Regions from separate parts of the Gossypium hirsutum genome. Here region 2 is linked to region 1. A link is a contact called in public Hi-C data. All regions are on one chromosome and are shown on one strand. The core of a region is the stretch at or near the end of the contact, and the rest is flanking DNA. Distances in the headings are between cores, read along the strand shown.

Region 1 (2,838 bases), core at 108-2,607:
TTTAGGAGTCTCAAATCGACTTACTACAGCGTGAAGAAGGGCCTAGACATGTTAACACTGTCTCTATAGCAATTTGCAATGGGCCAAATGTTAAGCTTTCTTCCATTAATAAGAACAAACCCAACTAAAAGGGACTTCATTAATACCAAAAGTCGAAAACACATAAAAAGGAGACTAAAATCGATAAGTTCGCAAAGTCCATTTACAAAAAAGTACATACCTGAGATATTTGAACTTCTGATTTGAGCTTCGACAGATTGGATTCTTGAGTCATTTCACTCTATCAAGACAAAAATTAAGTTTCCATAGTGAATACAACGTATGGAAGCATTAAAAAAAAAAGAGCTTACTTTCCGCATCTCAAACTTGGAAACAACTGAAAAAGACACATTTTCTAAGCTGTCATTCAAAACTTCAGTCATGGCTGCTGTTATTGCCTCGGCTTGCTTCGAAGCCAGACCTTCCGCCTCTAACCTCCTAACCTATAAGTATAATGCACCATATCTTCAAATACTTTCAAGATTCCATGAGATGCAATGTGCCTACAATTTTCACAAAAGAAGCAAAATTTTAGGCAGAGACTTAAGATGGGTTTGGATGGGTGATTAGGTGCAGTGCGGTGCATTTAGCTTAACTTTTGTCTTACGCTACAGTATCGCTACGTTATCTAATCTCACCGCCACCGCTGTTTTTACACTAACCGTAGGTAAACACATCGTCGATCCAAACCCAACCTTAAAGTCTTAAAACTTCTCGTCAAAAAAGCTGCAAATTTCCAGAATAAAGTCATTGGTGAATAATAGTTCAACCTGAAACAAAAAATAAAGAGTAGAAACTTCAATGCATGTTGTCTTTCCAAATACTCAAACAGTTTACACAACTCAAATTCAAGTCCAACAGAGTTCACTGAAATGCTGATCCTTAAAGAAAGCGGCACTTTAAAAAAAAAAGAGTTACCGATGAATGTCATAAACCCTAATACTTATGTAAATTGTATATGCAAATCCTCATAGATACTGTACAATAACATTCTATCTTTACCCTTTGTTTGGTCAGTAGGAAAATGTGAAACAAACAGAAAATCAACCAAGCAAAACCCAAAACTTTCAGCTACTTTTTTCCTACACTTCCCATTTAACCAAAATCAAAATGAGGAAAAAGAAAGATCAAATGTATAAGAACTTACCGTCTTAGCTAAGATGGAAATTAGGTGCATGATGACAGACAAATGGATACGATGCAAATGAAAAGGGTTAAAAAAAAAAAAGAGAAGATGAACAATTTTTAATGGAGAAACTAAAGAAAGTTCTCTAAAAATAATCTTAGAAAAATAAAATTCGTAAGCAGATTGGAGAGGGTGAGATCCGACAAGGTCGCTCTTAACGCCGTGGAGAACGAATCGCAGCGCGTCGTTCTACTCCTCCAATTTCCTGACTTTTTTCGTTTGGGATATTGTGAACAAATCAGTACGAATTTGGGATTTTTTAGTTTTTGGGTTTTAGGGGGAAATTTGGGAAAAAATCGGCTCCAATTTTTTTTAAGCAAAATGAATTTTGTGGCATTTGTATAAAGCTGCCGTTATTGCTTATCTTTTGCGGTATTTTTAAAAAATGTCACAAAAAATTATTTTATTTTGAATAAAATGATATTGTTTTGTTCTGTTAAAATTTTTTTATTTTATCGTCTAAAATTTATTAGTTAAGTGATTTTATTTATTTATCAATTTTTTTAAAAATCTAATATTTAAATATATCAAGTGATTTAGATTAAATAATTTTAAATTTAAAAGCATTAATTGATTGTATTAAATGGTTGTAATTAATTATTAAGTTAGAATTATTCAATGTAAGCAATCAATCTTTCACATATCAAATTTCTATTAAAGATTGAAACTTTAATCATGATTTTATATTATTCTTTTCTGATCTAATCTCTATTTTATTAGAGATATTTCTTTTTAACTAAAATATAACTATTTTGCTAGATGTTTGATGTGGAATGATTTTAGTTTTTGTATTTCATTTTTATTTGTTATAAATTGGACCTATCCAAAATAGATAGTTACATATCCATATCAATCTGTTGCTTTTATTTATTTATTTATCAATGTTTTTTTTTAAATCTAATATTTAAATATATCAAATGGTTTAGATTAAATATTAATTTTAAATATAAAAGCATTAATTAATTGTATAAAATTTCATCATTTAACAAATCTAAAGTAAACCTTAAATCCTAAACCATTTAATATATATAAAATTTATCTATTATCTCTTAAATAATTTAAACTATAATCATAATTTTAATATATTAAAATTAATATTATCTCTTTTACAATTACATAAGAAATTATTTAATATATAAATTAAAAAACACAAATTAATCTAAACCCTAAACCCCTAACCTTAATCTTCTAAACCCTAAACCCTAAAACATAAACCCTAAACCCATAACCCATAACCCTTAACCCCTAACCCTTAAACACCAACCCTTAAACCATAAAGCATAATCCATAATCCTTAAACCTTAAAATAGTAACTCCTAAATCTTAAACCCTAAACCCTAAACCCTAAACTATAATGATAATTAATTCAATATTTTAAAATTAATACTATCTCTAGAGATAGAGCATTAGCGGCGCTTCTTCAAAAACGCCGCTAAAGTCTTGAAAAAGAGCCGCTAAAGCCCAAAAAACTCTAAAAATGCCGCTAATGCTCATTTTTAGCGGCATTTTCCAAAAAGTGGGGTTAATGCTCGATCTTTAGCGGCGTTTTTTGAAAAGCGCCGCTAATGCTTGATTTTTACCTGTATTTTTTTATCCAAATACCGCTAAAAATG
Region 2 (2,838 bases), core at 187-2,686, 40 kb after region 1:
ATTTTTTTTAATTTTTATTGATTTTCATCATTTTTCCATCACTTGGTAGAGTTAACTAAAATGATGGAGGACCATTAATTTTAGTGGTCAACTGCTAAAATTAATAATCAAAGAGCCTTTTTGATGGATTTTGGCAAAGCATGACTAATTGTTTTCTTTTAAAAAGTTTGAGTGCTTTTTACACACTTAAGCCATATATTTATTATATAAGTTTTTAGAGTAAACTGCATTAATAGTCATCAAACCATGATTTTTTTGTCCCTCAAATATGAAAAGTTACAAAATGGTCGTTCAACTATTCAATTTTATCTTTTTTGTGCACTTAACTATCTTAGATTTTTGGGTGATTCTATTTATATGTTATCCTGTTAGTGATGAAAAAAAAATTGAATAGTTGAGTGATCATTTTTTAACTTTTCATAGTTGAGTGACAAAAAAAGAAACATTCATGATTGGGTGACCTCTATCGTAGTTTACTTCAAAAAAATGGTCTTAGTGTCATGGGGTTAGACCTTTTGTTTCACAATTCGTTAGGCTTTAAGCGATTTCTTCGATTTAAATGCGCCTAAGTCAGCCTAACACTCACAAAGTTAGGATTATTGCAGAATTATTCCAAGGCACCGACAATATAGTGGAAGCAACTCAAAAGAACAAAATAACCACAATAAAGCAAAAGTACGCCAAGTACTTGAGTAAATGCTCTCAATTAGTATTCTCTTATTAATGAAGGATTACAAATGAATTCAATGGTTGATTACAAAAGAGGGTCCCTCTCTCTATTTATAATTTAGCTCCCCCGAATCCAATTGTACTACTAAATTTATATCGATGAACTCGATCGAAGCCTATCTAACATTTGACTATTTAATTTACAATCCACATGTTACCATTGATTAAAGACAAAATAACCCTCAAACCAGTGATGAATTTTGAGACTAAATTTTGGGAAGTTTGACTAAAATTTTAGGAGTTTAATAAGATTATTTAAAAAAAATTAAAGGTCTAATTAAAATTTTTAAAAACTTAAAAAAAATAGATGAGCTTAAATTTAAAAAAAAATTAAAAGGAATAATGTAAATTAAAATTTGAAATACAATTAAAGGGAAAAAATAAAAATTTCTAAAAATTTTGGGGAGTGATCTGGATCTACTTGACTTCTACAAATAATGGATTGGAATCCATTATTTGACTTTACTAAATTTGAATATTCCATATATAATTTTATTAAATCATATTTTAATTCGGATAGTAGAAATACTTTGGTTTAAAGAGATATTCAAAATTTAAAGCAATTATGGATACGGGTTGAGATTTTAAAGCAGTTATGTAAATAGAATTATGATACTACTGTAATCTCTATTTGGAAAAACGGATTTGGTCTCAGAATAAAATAGCAAGTTAAGGATTCATTCATCAAAACCCTTTCACAGTTTCTCTTTTGTTTACTTTGTTGATTTTTTTGATAATGCATCGGACCATTTAATCAGGCTCAAAAGTTTGTTTAAAAAATTACAAAAAACGAAACCCATTTTCAAAATGGACCAGACCTTGGCTCAGGCTCGTCCCAAATTTTTAATACTGATATTTTAATTATTTTAATGTTTAGGTATACCTCCCAGCCTCCCATCGAGTCCCCTCCCCTCCCCCTTAATCCCAAATCAGTTCCGTCGACAGCCGTCTCCATTCCGGCGGCCACTTCGTCTCCCACTTCCTCTGTCGCCGGCGCCCACCTGATTTCAGCCCCAATCCCTGTCTTCTGCTTCCTCTGTTGCTTTCTTCCACTGTTGTGGCAGGACTGAGAACTTGAACCCAACTCAGGTAAGGCTTTAAATATCATCACCAGTCCTTCCAAGTTGCCAGTATTTCTCTGATAACTACGCTTAGACTTAATTTTGGGTGCCGGGTGCAAACCTGACCGAGCATTTCACTGTTATGGGCCCATCATTTATCCCTTTGTGCTTAATTTGTATGTTATGTAAATATCAAACTAAATAGTTGTTTGCTGCAGATATATATATATTTTGTTGGTATGAACTTTGGAATTTCCAGCATGATAATGTACAGAGAAAAAGTGGGATAACAGTGTATATTCTGCTATGTGAATGACAAATTCGTTTATTATTGCTTTGAAGTTTGATAGAATCTTGAAGTTCCTTGATTTCCCAAAGTAAAATCCCTGAAAGAACAAACGAAACAGTGGTGCATTAGGGAGGATCCCACTGTAATCTCCCTTTCCCTCTCATTTTGCACTGGTTTGTTAATCTGTAAGCAATAACAATAAGAATAAGAACAATAATAACAATAATAACAATAATAACAACAAAACAATAACAAGAAGAACAAGAACAATAATAACAACAATAATAAGAATAAGAATAATAATTATAATATATTATTATTATTGGATTTTAAAATAATACCGATTTTTTATAAAAAAGAAAATTGCAAACATTAATTTATAGGATTTTAAATCGAATTCATGAAGATTTAGGGGGATTCAGATTCATGGAATAAGTTCTATTTTTATCAAAACCGGAGTAAAGATAAAAGAGAGCACTATCTTTTGTTTTCTTTTTCTTTTGTATTACACATGATTTGAGATCGCTAATCTCAGACAAGATTGTGAGAGTTACACATGATTCTTCACTCGTTAATGGAGTTTACTATGATATCTAAGATCATAAAAAACATATATACTTGCAATAGTATATTAATTGACTTTTGTTGATAGACAGGTTTTCTTTTCTCTTTAAGTTTTAATCCATATTTTAAGCTTTACATAAGAATCAGTCTTTCATATTTCTTAATGATCTGACAGTAGGCACTTGATATGCATAT

The links. Hi-C and Micro-C count contacts between places; a contact is called where the count stands out from the background.
Region 2: a Hi-C map of fibers shows a contact between it and region 1, with 2.6 times the contacts expected there. The contact joins the promoter of LOC107903891 here to the enhancer-like site in region 1. A contact is called at or near these places in 10 of 34 Hi-C or Micro-C datasets (callus, fibers, hypocotyl and 2 more).

What each region holds. Positions count from the first base shown.
Region 1 is chrD05:50,929,829-50,932,666 of Gossypium_hirsutum_v2.1, forward strand. No RefSeq gene overlaps it. Among protein-coding and RNA genes, the nearest start is that of LOC107903888, 19 kb to the left of the region's middle. Within about 2 kb of position 1,358, at least 6 of the 9 cell types and tissues checked have an H3K27ac peak or open chromatin away from gene starts, as enhancers often do. A contact at or near this core is called in fibers, where this site is marked.
Region 2 is chrD05:50,970,241-50,973,078 of Gossypium_hirsutum_v2.1, forward strand. It overlaps LOC107903891, which reads left to right and starts at 1,437. Exons shown (of 11, transcript XM_016830072.2): 1 at 1,437-1,818.